Linked DNA regions of Capra hircus: region 1 is linked to region 2. Evidence: chromatin contacts called from public Hi-C data. All regions are on one chromosome and are shown on one strand. The core of a region is the stretch at or near the end of the contact, and the rest is flanking DNA. Distances in the headings are between cores, read along the strand shown.

Evidence for each region. Hi-C and Micro-C count contacts between places; a contact is called where the count stands out from the background.
Region 1: a Hi-C map of blood shows a contact between it and region 2, with 3 times the contacts expected there. The contact joins two enhancer-like sites. A contact is called at or near these places in 3 of 5 Hi-C or Micro-C datasets (all in blood).

Annotation. Positions count from the first base shown.
Region 1 is chr19:42,244,289-42,251,126 of ARS1.2, forward strand. It overlaps ATP6V0A1 (V-type proton ATPase 116 kDa subunit a), which reads left to right. Exons shown (of 22, transcript XM_013972159.2): 20 at 3,181-3,298; 21 at 3,586-3,757. LOC108638305 (a long non-coding RNA gene) reads right to left here. Exons shown (of 2, transcript XR_001919752.1): 1 at 6,623-6,838; 2 at 6,235-6,526. Among named protein-coding and RNA genes, the nearest start is that of NAGLU, 15 kb to the right of the region's middle. Within about 2 kb of position 5,128, at least 4 of the 5 cell types and tissues checked have an H3K27ac peak or open chromatin away from gene starts, as enhancers often do.
Region 2 is chr19:42,181,509-42,188,753 of ARS1.2, forward strand. No RefSeq gene overlaps it. Among named protein-coding and RNA genes, the nearest start is that of ATP6V0A1, 12 kb to the right of the region's middle. Within about 2 kb of position 4,098, at least 2 of the 5 cell types and tissues checked have an H3K27ac peak or open chromatin away from gene starts, as enhancers often do.

The DNA.
Region 1 (6,838 bases), core at 3,878-6,377, 64 kb after region 2:
CTATTCTGTGTGACAGCAGACAGTGCTCGGTCTTCCTGAAGGCTGGAGAGGCTCCTTAGATGGTATCTGGGAGTTTCTGTTTCTCCGGACCACTCCTCTGTGCATGGCCAGGTGGGAGTGCATCCGTGTCAGAGAGGAGCCCAGCCCTCTCCCAGTAAGGCTGCCTCCAGCACCAGTGCCTCCAGCTCAGTTCTTATATGCGGCCCTGTCCCCAGGGAGTGGACATGCAAACAAGATAGGCTGGAATTCAGCCTTCCCAGTCTCTGGCCCCACCCCTGACTCCCTCAGATTGTTTCCCATAGCATCATAAGTAGTGAGGACATTCAGATAACTGTCTCAGAGATCTAAATACGTCACAGGTAGAGGCAGCAGACCCTCTCTCTGGGGGCGCTCTGTCCAGCTGCAAACCAGAGCCCAGCCCCTCAGTTGTCTGGGAAATCTTTGAAGGCTGTAACCATTCAGCAAGGGTCAGTGGGACCTCTCCCTACTGTGTCATCTCACCAGACAACATTCATCCAACCCATTCATTCATTCACCCTCCATGTGCCAAGCACTCTGTTTAGCGCTGCAGGAACTGAGAGAAGAAAAAAAACAAGTCCTTGCCTTCAAGGAACTCCCAGACTAATTGAGGAGAGTCTGGGTGACAGATGCTGTGATCAAGGTGTGCCCAGGCTGCTGTGGGAGCACAGGAAGAGGGCACCTGACAGAACACGGGTCGGGGTGTGGAAGAGGACCCCTAGAAAGGATTCCCCAAAGGCATTATTGCTGAGGTTAGCCTAGCCAAGCCAGAGTCCTCTGTGGAGGAAGGGCCAGAGGGAATGCAGACCCATAGTATGTAGTTACCATAAAGACACATTTTGGGGATAAACAAGTTTTCAACTTGCTGGAGCGCAGTCAGGAGTAGAGGGACTGGTGAGAAGTAAGACTAGAGGTTGGCAGACAGCAGCCCTAGTAGAGTATTAGGCAAGAAGGAGCATCACGGGGCAGTGAAGCTGCAAGTAACCCAGTGTGTACCATTGCTGAGTACCCCAGGGGAGAAGGGTGGAGGGTGTATTGGGTGGGGGAGGGGCACAGCCTGAGAGGGTCAGGAAAGACCCGGGAGGCCTGGAGGGAAGTCAGGCATTGGCAGTGGGAGTTGGGAAGGAAGGGAGCAATAGGAGATGGAGGAAGGAAAAGCTGCAGGCCTCGGGCCTTCGCGAACGCAGGCAGTGGGAGTGAGTGAGAAGTCAAGCTCGACTTCCAGGTTCAGATGCCTGGGGCTCCAGTTAGGACCCCCAGTTAGAGATGGGATGCGGAGTAGAAGCAGGTCTGGAGGGTCAGAGGAGAGCAGTCAGTGAGTTCAGTTTGGGTGGTGTGGAGTTTGAAGCACCTGCGGTGTGGCAGGAGATGTGGACAGCTGGTTGGAAATCCGCAGCATGGAAGTAGAGGTGCCCATTGGGAGCTCCGCCCGGGGTGGCCACTGAAGGCCTGAGTGGCAGTGCTACAGGAGAGAAAAACCAAGAGGAAGCGAGCGTGTCAAGGAGAGGAGGAGGGCAAGGCAGTGGTGACAGACGCTGCAGAGGCACAGTCACAAGGTGTCTGTTAGACCTTGCGCCGGGGAGCTAAGGGGAGCGAGCCTGGGAGGCGTGTGGAGCTGGGAGGGTGCAGCAGGTGAGCAACAGGCATGGCGGGGCGGCTAGGAGGCGGGTAGAGAATCAGACAGGGCGTCTGCGGTGGCTCCGAGTCAGTCGTAGCTGACTCACATGGGCAGTGACAGACTCCCAACTGCTTGGCTAGTTCCTTACTTAATTCTCACCCCACTTACTATCTCCCCCGCCCCACCCCTCAGTATACAGGTATGAAAACTTGCCCAAGGTTACAAAGTAGGAAGTTGGGAGTGAATCACTGCTTTCACAGAGCTCTTAGTAAAGCCTTGCACTCCGTGGAGATGGGGACCCTGTCCTTCCTTGGAGCATGGACTGTGGGGCGACAGCCAGCAGCGGTGGCAAAAAGCTCTTAACAACATTGTCACGATTGGAGTAACTATGGTTACCCTAGTTTTCAGGGTAACTAGAAGACTTTGCAAGAGCCTATTTCAGAAGAAAAGCCCAGAAATACTCTCGGTATAGATAAGGGTGAGGGAAAATGAGGCGATTGCCAGAGATGGCGAATTGGAGCTGGCCCCCCTCACCACTGGCCATACTCGTGAGGCCTGGGCTGTTAGCGCTTCACCAGCCAGCCCAGCCCTCCTCTTCTGCCCTCATGCCGTTTCTAAAGGTAGTTCTTTCTGGTATCTTTTGGGGGTCATGTGAATCTGGAAAGAAACTGGTGAAAAACAGACTCTGACCTGCAGGCAAGGCAGGCTTGGAAGGCAGATTTGGGCAGCGGCCCTCTGCTCACTGGGTCTGGTCTGGGCCCTGTCGGGAGGGGCTGCCTGCCTCCTGGCCTTCAGTGGCTGTGGCACCACGTGGGAGAGTGAGGCTTGGAAGCACACCTAGGGCTGGACCCTGAGCAGGCCTAACGGGAAGCTCCCCACAGCCCCTCCTGCTTATGCTGGAAATAATCTTTGATGTTGAAAGGAAAACCAGAAGAAAGGGAGCGTGAGGAAAACCTTCATCACCTGCCCGAGTAGGAATTTGTAAAACTTTGCCAAAATGTCCCTGTGTGATCTTTTCAGAAGTGTCTAAAGTAGAAGGGAGTGACCCTGCTGCCCACATGTTGGGAAGATAAGGGGCTGCGGAGGTTTAGTCTCCTCCAGGCAGTTTGCAGCCTGGTGGCCTGTCACCTGACATGCATCTCAGGGAAGAGCCCTTCCTGCCCTCCTGGCTCTTTGAGAGCAGGGTGCTTTGCTCTCAGGCTCCACAAGGTGGAAGTCAAGCCAGAACGGAGCTGCCAGACAGCTCTTACCCCAACGTGCACCCCACTCTGGAGCTGACAGCCTAGTGGGGAGAAAAAGCAGATGTGTTGAGAAGAGTCTCATTAAGATTTAGTTCATTACAGTGTAGTGTTTTGAGGGACAGGGTGGGGCCCGGCTACGGGCCCAGCCAGGCAGGATTTCCAGGGGTGGCCCCACTGAAGTGTCCCCACCAGGAATTCAGCACCAGGGGCTTTGGGCCCAGGTAACCATTCATGCCAGCACTCAGACCCCTGCACGCTCCCCTCCCCGCCTCATTTCTGCCGTCTGGTTTCCTCCCCTGACAGTTTGATTTTGGGGACACCATGGTGCACCAGGCCATCCACACCATCGAGTACTGCCTGGGCTGCATCTCCAACACCGCCTCCTACCTGCGGCTCTGGGCCCTCAGCCTCGCTCATGCACGTGAGTGTATTTCTCTCAGGTCAGAAGCCATGTCTGTTCCTCTTGCTTGGGCACTCCCTACAGTGGGGGCTTATAGAGATGACCTTAGGGCTCTGGAATTATGGACTCCCGAATCACAGGAGAGTGACATCCCGCCGGGAGGATCCATGCTTTTGCCAGGTTAGCTGTTGAGGTCGCAGGAAGCCAGGGAGCAGGGCATACTGCGGTGGAGAGATACAGAGCGAGGTGCATAGCCTGCAGCACCCCCGGCCCGACTGAACCGATGTCCTGTCTCTCCCCATCCCCAGAGTTGTCCGAGGTGCTTTGGACCATGGTGATCCACATCGGCCTGAAGGTGAAGAGCCTGGCCGGGGGCTTGGCGCTGTTCTTCATCTTCGCCGCCTTCGCCACCCTGACCGTGGCCATCCTCCTGATCATGGAGGGCCTCTCAGCCTTTCTCCATGCGCTGCGGTTACACTGGTGAGGGGCAGCGTGGGCTGGGGCGGGAACGTGTCCTTAGCTGCACAGAGGGCGGTTTTACGCTGCTCCAAATTGTGAAGACGCTGGGAAGTGTCTGCCTGCACAGGGCCGTGCCCAAGGACGTGCGTGGCGGTGAGCCCCAGGAGTGTCCTCTGATCAGCACAGCCCCTTTCCCGGCCTCCAGGGAGGGCCCCGTCGCGTGCTGTCAGGTCGCGCTCCTGTGTTCAGCCTTCTCCTTCAGCGTCCTGATTATGGCTTCAGAGATCTTCCGGAGTCTTTGTTTGTTTGGGGTGTTTTGCACTGGCGTTTAACTCTTTCCTGTCTTCGGAGCAATGAAAGCAGCTGTGGAGTAGATTCTAAGTCCAGGGAGGCTCTGGAGCACACTCTGCCCTTGTCTTGCCCCTTATCCGTCATGGCGCCAGTATCTTTAGGTAGGACCCCGGCAGCTCTGTGTGAGTAGGAGGATTCTTGTTCCAGAGCATGTTGCTTGGTACACTGAAGCCATCTCATCAGAAGGGCAGGTTTTGGATTTGTTTGTTTTCTTTCTTGAATGTTGTCTGTGGCTCTTAATGGCTGTGGATGGAAGTGGCTCAGTCCTGCGGAGTGGAGAGCTGGGGTCTGGTCTGGACTGTGACTCCACAACTTCAGAGTAAGGTTGGCAGATTTAACAAATAAAATTACAGAGCCCTCAGTTAAATTTGGATTTCGGATAAACACTGAGCCTTTTTTTTTTTTTTTTTTTTTTTTTTAGTATTTCCCAGATGTCCATGGGACATGTTTACATTGAAAACTGGCCGTACCGTACTTTATCTGGCTACCTGACCTCAAACCCTGCCTCCTTGAATCTCCATTTCTGCCTTTACGTCCTGATTCTCCCTCTCTTTTGGGGTCCATCGGCTCTGGAAGCTTTAGACCTGACGTGTGCACACACGGTTGTGCCAGTTTAGGGGCTCACATTCTCACTACCCCTCCCTTTGGGCTCCCGAGATGAGATGATTTGTAGTGTTCATGATCTCAGGGTCAGGAGAGAGGGCTGAGACTCTTTCCGTTGTTTCTCAAAACCTGAAGAAAACTAAAATCTGAACCTGAGAAACCTCTTCCCCACTCCCCTTATCTTTGTTTTTTTCTCGCCTGACTTGTTTTCAGCTGAGCCTGCTCAAAGATTCCGCTGTTTGTTGTTCTAAATTACAGAGGGAAAAGTGAGGCATGGGAGGGGGAGCCGTGGCCGGGTCTGACTCTTCCCTCAAAAGCTCCTTTAGGAGAATCGGCGTCAGGACACCGTGCTTTCTCCTCCCCCACGTCCCCTCCCCGCCCAGCTGTTGTTTACTGGGAGCCAGGAGTCTAGCCCGGCCGAGTGGCCCGACTGCTGGCGCACTACCTGCTCTCAGCTTATCAGCGCACGCTCGCCCCAGCACACTTCCTCACCACCCAGTGCTGCCAGCCTGTGGTGACTCACTTGGTCTCTGAGCGCTGGGCTCCAGGGAACAGTGACCAACCTACCTGGACTCCAGCCCTAGTGGGGAGCCCATTACTTACCCCCAGGTCAGTGGGGCGCAGTCAAGGAGCTGGGGCAGACCTGTCAGAGCAGTGAGCCAGGCCCACATGGAGCAGGGAGGGGCCGCCTGGGCCCGATGTCCAGGGTGAACTGTGGCGACTGGAGGTCATGCTTTGCTGCCAGAAGGATTCTTCTTCCTCAGACTCACCTGTGGGCTTTGAGTGAAAGTCCTCATGAACGAGCCTGAGGAAGTAACGGGTGGCAAGTGAGCAGGCTTCAGAATCGGGCGACCCGAATTTAAATTCCAGCTGTGCTGGCACTGGCTGGGGGCGCCCCTGAGGACAGCACTGGCCTCTCTGAACCTCACTTTCTCTCCTGTAAAAAGAGAGGATAATGTCCATGTGACAAGGTTGCTGCAGTTGAGTAGGAAATACTGCACAGACCAAGTGACTGTCCTGGTGCCCTGGTGCATCGAACCTGAGAGCAAATGCAGATGGGGCTGCCCTGCCCAGAGGGCTGGGGCCCCTATAGGCGCTCTGCTTCAGTCTGTTAGAAGAGAGACCCCAGGGTGAGGCACATGAGACCACTTGAATGCCTCCCAGACGTAGTTTGCAAGGAATAAGCCAATCAAATACTGTATCATACTTGCAGGGTGGTGGTGGTTTGGTAGGGGAAATTTTGGATAGGAGAGAAAAAAACAGCAGTGCAGATTCCTTTGTGCACCTTTGAGAATCTCATCCCTGGAGACCTTTGTTTTCCCCTGCCACTAGGAAGGAGTGAATGAAGCTGGTGCTCGTGCACCCCCTCCTGGCTGAGTGTGGACGTGCCCCAAGGATCTCAGTCCAGCAGGACTGCAGGCATTCTGAGTTATGACCATCCTGTGAGGGGTGGGAACAGCTGGGCCCGCTGAAAATGGCTGATGGGACATTGCTGCGATGTTTTCCTGGCTTCCAGCCTGGGCATCTTCATACCTGTCAGTTTACCTCCGGTCTTCAGCTGGGCTTTCTTGATTCTGCTGCAAGGACTGCCCCATTACCAGTTCTGGGTCTCTTCGGTGGGAACAAGAAGAAAAACATCTGACTTGATAACAAGGATAAACCTTGAGACTGAGGGTCATGTAGGGACATGAGGAGGTGAAGGACAAGTGAAAACAGCAGGTGAATTCATGGACCTACCTGCTAATTCTGTCTCCTCCTGAGTTGCCTCTGTCTGTCTTTTCCCCCACCGACTGTGTGCCGCGTGGCCTTCTTGCCCACCATAATGAAAGGTCTTTTCTTCCTCAGAAAAGGCAAAGGCAGGGGTGCGATTTGTGGTTTGAACTGTGGACACTGGATTGATGTTAATAGAAAACTTGTTGCCCAATGACCTACCTTCACAGGAACCTCATCCCTTCCTGCCTAGCAGGTTCCATGTGCACACTCACAGACGAGGGGCTAAAGGGGCAGATTTGGGAGCCACTTTGTAAGGAATACAGTGGCACCACAGCCAGACACCGCGGGTGGCTGAGGGAGTGGCTGCTCAGGAGAATGAACACCCCTGAAATGTATCCCCCTGGGCTGACCTCATGGGCCCGCATGGGGGTCATC
Region 2 (7,245 bases), core at 2,848-5,347:
ACTGAATGCCTGCTAAAAATATTAGGTGGAGATTGATGTGGCATGGCTTTTATTCACTAAGTCGAGTCCCACTCTTTGTGACCCCATGAACTGTAGCTCACCAGGCTTCTCTGTCCATGGGATTTCCCAGGCAAGAATACTGCAGTGGATTGCTGTTTTCTTCTCCAGGGGATCTTCTCAGCCCAGGGATGGAACCTACATCTCCTGCATTGGTAGGCAGATTACTTACAGCTGAGCCACAAGGGAAGCCCGGAGGCTGATGGAGAACTCTTAATTGTGGGAGGCCCCTTATGAAACTAACAACACCTAAGCCCACTCATTAATCTTTTTTTTTTTTGGCAGAGGTGGTGGGGGAGAACAGTCTGTTTCTTCTTTTATTTATGATTTTTTCAATAATTTTTGTTTTGTTTAATATTAACTTATTTATTTTATTTATTTGGCTGCCCTGGGTCTTAGTTGCAGCAGGCAGGATCTTCAGTCCTCCTTTTGGCATGCGGGATCTAGTTCCCTGACCAGAGAGTGAGCCCAGACCCGTGCATTGAGAGCGCAGTGTCTTAGCTGCCAGACCACCAGGGAAGTCCCATTCTTTTATTTATGGAATAAAGATTCAAGAAAATGCCCCCTCACCCCTCATTCATTAATCATAACATCACAAATCAGGAAAGGACTGGGCTTTCCTAGAGGTTCAGTGGTAAAGAATTTGCCTGCCAATGCAGGAGACACTGGTTCAATCCCTGATTCAGAAGGAACCCACCTGTCCAGAAGCAACTAAGCCTGTGCACCACAACCATTGAGCCCGTACCCTAGAGCCCAGGAGCCGGAACTGCTGAGCCCATGCTCTGCAGTGAGAGAAGGCACTGCCATGAGAAGCCCTTGCACTGCCACTGAGAGTTGCACCCTAACTCCCCACAACTACAGAAAAGCCTGCACAGCAGTGAGGACCCGGCACAGCCAAAATAAACAAATCATTTTTCTTTTTTTTTAAAGGAGAAAGGACTGACATTGTGTGTCTGGGGTGTGATGTAATAGGAAGTACACACCAACACTTATGAAGTATTTTTGACAAAAACCAGCAGGAAAACAGTCAAACTTGCATCTGATTGGAACTCCAGATCTAACTTCAAGTTTTCAGAAAAGATGGAGGTCAGGGAAATATATTAAAACAACACTAAGAATGCGATAAGCCAAGACCAGAGGTGGGACATTCTACAGGACAAACAACCCAGTTTCTCCAACAGACAAACTGGAGACAGAACGAGGAGCAGGGGAAGAGAAAGAGGTGATGACAAAGAGGGAAAAAACCACATTAAAGGAGACTTCAAAATCTATTTGATAGTACTGAAACAGAGAAGGTCCTTGCCCCCTCCCACCATGTCTTCTGTCTGCCTTTTGTCTATGGAAAACTTTAATCAAAGAAGTGAGAAATGTGGAAACAAAGGAGATAATAATAACAATGGAGTCATCAAGCATAGTCAAGGAGCTTTAGTTCTTTCTCAAGGGCCGCAGATAATATGCTGAGCCAGATCCTGTGAGCCGTCTTACAGATGCTGAAACGCCAGGTGGAGAGGCTAACTACATGATGACTATACCTAGGACATGAGCTGCCACAATTCTGAGAATTGGTCACAAAGAAATGGGGACAAATGGACCCTGGAACTGAAGATGAACTGGACCTAAAACCACCAAGATGATGCTGGTCAGACCACTGATGACCACTTTGAAGATGATTGTTAGAGATGACTGTGCTGTTTCTACGTGTAGCTCCCCAACCCCCACTCTGTCTATAAAAGCTCTTGCCCCACTGGTTGCTGGGGGGTGGGAGTCGGCCTTCGGACAGATGTCTGCCACCCTCCCTCCAAACCCTCACTTGCAGCATCCGAAATAAAGCAAACTTTCCTTTCCACCAACCTGGCCTGTTTATCGGCTTTTGAGCAGTAAGCAACCAGACTCACCACACACTCTCTTGCTAACAGTACTGTACTGCATATTTGAAAGTTACTGAGGGACTTCCCTGGAGGTCCCAGCGACTTCCCTAGGGGTCCAGGACTCTGCGCTTCCAATCCAGGGGGCTCAGGTTTGATCCCTGGTCAGGGAACTAAAATCCCACAGGCCACCTGGTGTGGCCAAAAAAAAAAAAAAAAAAGAAGGTTGCTGAGAGTAGATCTCAAAAGTTTCTCTCAAGAAAAAAAAAATTCTGTAACTATGTATGGTGATGAATGTTAACTCGACTGTGGAAATAATTTCACAATATATACAAATATCAAATATTATGTTGTATACCTGAAACTAATCTAATGTTGAAAACCTTTTTGAATACCAGTTCTTGACTGGTTCAAGTGCACCAAAGGGTTCTGCACACTTCTTGCATCAATGGTAGGTCAACCAGATATCTGCGTATACACATGAGAATGCATGTCATCCTCAAAACAAGCTCAGCATTTATTAAATACTTAAAAAACTTATTTTAAAAAATAAGAAAAGAAAAAGTCAACTAATTACAGTATGGGCTTCCCTTGTGACTCAGACGGTAAAGAATCTGCCTGCAATGAGGGAGACTTGGGTTCGATCTCAGGGTTGGGAAGATCCCCTGGAGAAGGGAAAAGCTACCCACTCCAGTATTCTGGCCTGGAGAATTCCATGGACTGTATAGGCCATGGGGTTGCAAAGAATCAGAGTATATGGACTTTATTTAGATACTGATTCTTTACTAGCTGAGCCATCAGGGAAACCTAAGAATATTGGAGTGGGTAGCCTATCCCTTCCCCAGAGGATCTTCCCAACCTAGGAATCGAACCGGAGTCTCCTGCACTGCAGGCAAATTTTTTACCAGCTGAGCTACAAGGGAAGCCCTCATTTGAACACATTGTAAACAAAAACAAAAATGGTTTATGAGGCAATCAGGAAATTTGAACTCTGATTAGGTATCTGCTGACCTCAAGGAATCATTACTAAATTTTAAGGTATGATAGTGTCATTGTCACTCCAGTACTCTTGCCTGGAAACTCCCATGGACGGAGAAGCCTGGTGGGCTGCAGTCCATGGGGTCGATAAGAGTCGGACACGACTGAGCGACTTCACTTTCACCTTTCACTTTCCTGCATTGGAGAAGGAAATGGCAACCCACTCCAGTGTTCTTGCCTGGAGAATCCCAGGGACGGGGGAGCCTGGTGGGCTGCCGTCTATGGGGTCGCACAGAGTAGGACACGACTGATGTGACGTAGCAGCAGCAGCAGCAGTGTCATTGTGGTTATGCTTGAAAGATAATCCTTATATTTAAGAGATACACACTGAAGTATTTACAGATGAAATGAGATCACATCTAAGACAGCATTTAAAATAATCCTGAGGGGGGCTTCCCCGGTGGCTTAGTGGTAAAGAATCCACCTGCCATTGTAGAAGCCACTGAAATGGGACACCCTCGCACTACAACTAGAGAGGAGCCCCTGTTTAAACTAGAGAAAAGCCCAAGCAGCAACAAAGACCCAACACAAAAATAAATACATAAAATTATTTTAAAAATAAGAAATAATCCTGAGGGAAGTGGGTGGGCCTATACGTGAAATGAGGTGGCCACATATTAATAATTGTTGATGCAAGCAACAGGTGCATAGACAATCTTCATGTTATTCTGTACTGTCATCTACATTTGAACTTTCTCATAATAAATACTAAGGTTGTTTTGAGGATGAAATGCATTCTCTTGTATAAAGGCACATATCTGAATGGTTGACCTACCATTGATGGCAAGACATGCACAGAACCTTTTTCCCTTTGGAGCACTTGAACCAGTTAAGAACTCGTATTCAAAAAGATTTTCTGTTAAACCCATTCTGTTGCACACGCTAGTACCCCTCTTCCTTTCAACTTCGCAGCTGGAACAAAATCTAGACCTTTAAAACAAGACACTCTCAATAAAGCACAGTAAGGGTTTAGCAGCTGTGCATTTTTAAGCAAACCATTTCATTTGTGGAATCTGGCTTGTTTCCCAGGAAACAATGTTTCCATTTCCCAATGTAACAGAACAGGAAGAGTGTGAACTCTTGTTTGTATGTAGATTCCTTGTGTGCCACTCAGATTTCCACATTTCCATTGTGGTCTGGGTGTGAGAGTCCAGCTGCATGTTGGTGGAATGACTCATTTTTCCACCAAGCTGCAGATTTCTGTGAATCCCAGGGGCCGCTGATTGGTGTGAAAGAGCAGTCAGCACAGACTTGGCTCCTGGACCCATCATATGACTTGATTTAAAGTTTTCTGCATGGGCTTAAATTGAAAGAAGCAATTCAGCTATTCAGATAATTCATGCTCCAAAACCTTTAGTGTTTACAAGTGGTTATTAAGAGCAGCTACTTGAGGGACTTCCCTAGAGGACCGGTGGTTAAGATTCTGCCCTTCCCCTGCAGGGGGCATGTGATTTCTGGCCAAGGAACTAAGATCCGACATGCTGAAGAGTGCGGTTAAAAAACACAAAAATAAATTAATATTTTAAAAACAGCAGCTACTAGATACAATAAGGAAATACAAAGGTAATAGAAGCAAAATTACATCCTTTGGGTGTTTAGTAATCTCATCAAGGAAATGAATGCACGAGAAGTATAAAGATTTCAAATGAGTCAATGATACCCAACACAAGTGTATATAAAATATATCCATCAATGTTTCTGAGTCTTAGAATATTAGAGTCAATGAAATAAACTTTACATTTTCAAGCAGGACAAGAAAAAAAATTAAACAGAAAATTCTGTCTCTGTGTTTGTTTGGGCCTCCTCCCTCCCTAAAGTGCAGTGTGTACCTGTATTATGCATTAACCAGAGCGCCTCCAACCATAAAGATGATTTGAACTTCTTAAAAGAACAGTGTTCTTTCTCAGCTCCGTAGGGAGTCATGGTGACTTGCTGTTCCACTTTGTAGGTGTTTCCCTGAACTGTGTATCCTTGGTGAACTTTATGTAAAATATCAGTACGTCATTTTGATGTATGATACTTTGTCTCAAAAATATATGTAAAGCCTTCAGCTTCTAAGAGGTAGAACATTTCTCCAAGCTTTCTGAGAATCTGCTTTCCCGGGTTATAGTCCTCAGTTTGGCTCAAATAAAATTCCCTTAACTGGGTAGTTAATTGATTTTTCATTGATAGAGTGAGCAAAATAGAAAGAGGCTATCTATCCGGAAATTTTTATAATTTACAAAGTTTTAAAACTTACAGAAAATTTCTAAGTACCAAAAAGGTTGTATATATTTTTGGAACCATTTGAGAGTAAGTTGGCAACATGATGTCTCATCAACCCCAAATACCTTGTTTCTATAAACAAGGCCATTCTGATACATAACCACAGAACAGCCATCAAAATCAGGAAATTGATATCAATACATGCCACCATCTGGTTCTCAGCTACCTATCAAATTTCATTATTTGTCCTAATAGTGTCCTTTATCACTTAGTGATCCAATCTAAGTTCACACTTTGAATTTACTTGTCACCTTTCTTTAGTCTCCATGAATCACAGAAATAGTTTCTCATTTCTCATTTGACTTTCATAACATTGTCATTTTTTAAGATTACAGGACAATTATTATGCAGAATATTGTTCAGTTTGGGCTTTCTGATGTGCTTTTTTTCCATGATTGGATTTAGGGTTTTAACTTTGGCAGGAAGAGCATGAAAGGGATGCTGTGTTCTTTTCATTGTATCCTGTCAAGTGGTACATGATTTTGATTTGCCCTTTGCTTGTGGTGTTAACCTAGATCAGTTAAGGTGAGGTCCGATTTTCCAGTATAAGTGTTAGTCACTCAGTTGTGTCCGACTCTTTGTGACCCTGTGGACTGTGGCCCACCAGGCTCCTCTGTCCCTGGAATTCTCCAGGCAAGAATACTGGAGTGGGTTGCCATTTCCTTCTCCAGATTATAAAGTTAGTCTTTTCTTCTTTGTCATCCATAAGTATTTTGTAGGGTGGTATTTTGAGACTGAGTAAATATTCCATACACCAATTTCACACACAAACCACCAGAACTCATCTAACATGAAGTAGCTTTGCTACCTCTATAACTGTAAAGAAGTTTAATTTGCAATTTAAAATCTAAAAAAAGGAAATATCCAGGTCCAGATGCTTTTAGTGGAAACTCCACTTAACATACAAAGAATTAACACTGACTCTACCCAGTCTTTTTTCAGAAAGGAGAAGAGGAGAGAATCCTTCCTAACCCATTTTATGAGACTGGTATAACCCTAACATAAAAAACCAGACAGACAGTACAAAAGGCAAGCCAATATCCCTCATAAATATACATGTAAATATTCTTAACAAAGTATAAGCAAATAGAATTCAGCAATATGTAAGAAAGAATTATATATATGAGCTGCTGCTGCTGCTGCTAAGTCGCTTCAGTCGTGTCCAACTCTGTGCAACCCCATAGAGGGCAGCCCACCAGGCTCCCCCATCCCTGGGATTCTCTAGGCAAGAATACTGGAGTGGGTTGCCATTTCCTTCTCCAATGAATGAAAGTGAAAAGTCAAAGTGAGGTCGCTCAGTCGCGTCTGACTCTTAGCAACCCCATGGACTGCAGCCTACCAGGCTCCTCCATCCATGGGATTTTTCAGGCAAGAGTACTGGAGTGGGGTGCCATTGCCTTCTCTGTATATATGAGCAAGTGTGGTTTATTCCAGGGTTGCAAGGCTGATTCAGTATTCAAAATTCAACCAGTATAATTCACCAGGTGAACAGGTAAAGAAGAAAAACCACATGACCATCTCAATTGAGGCAGAAAGTACATTTGACAACATTCAACACCTATTCATGACAGAAATTCTCAGAAAACTAAGACTAGAGTGCAATTTCCTCAACTTGATAAAGAACATCTATAAAAACAAAACACTACACAGCTAACAGCATATTTAATGATGAAAGACTGAATTATTTCCCCTGAAGATTGGAAACAAGTCAAGGATATCTGCTTTTATCACACATATTCAAGTCAAGAAAGTACTAGCCAGCATAGTAAGGCAAAAAAAAAAGGAAATAAAAGGAATACAGATTGGAAAAAAAGAAATAAAACTGTACCTTTTGCAGATGGCATAGTGGTCTATATAGAAAATGCAAGGAATGTATTTTTCAAAACCCTAGAAACAGTACATGAGTTCAGCAAGGTTACAGCATATAAAGTAAACACATAAGAATCAATTGTATTTCTACAGAGTATCAGCAAACACGTGGAAACTGAAATTTAAAATACCATTTATGGGGATTTCCCTG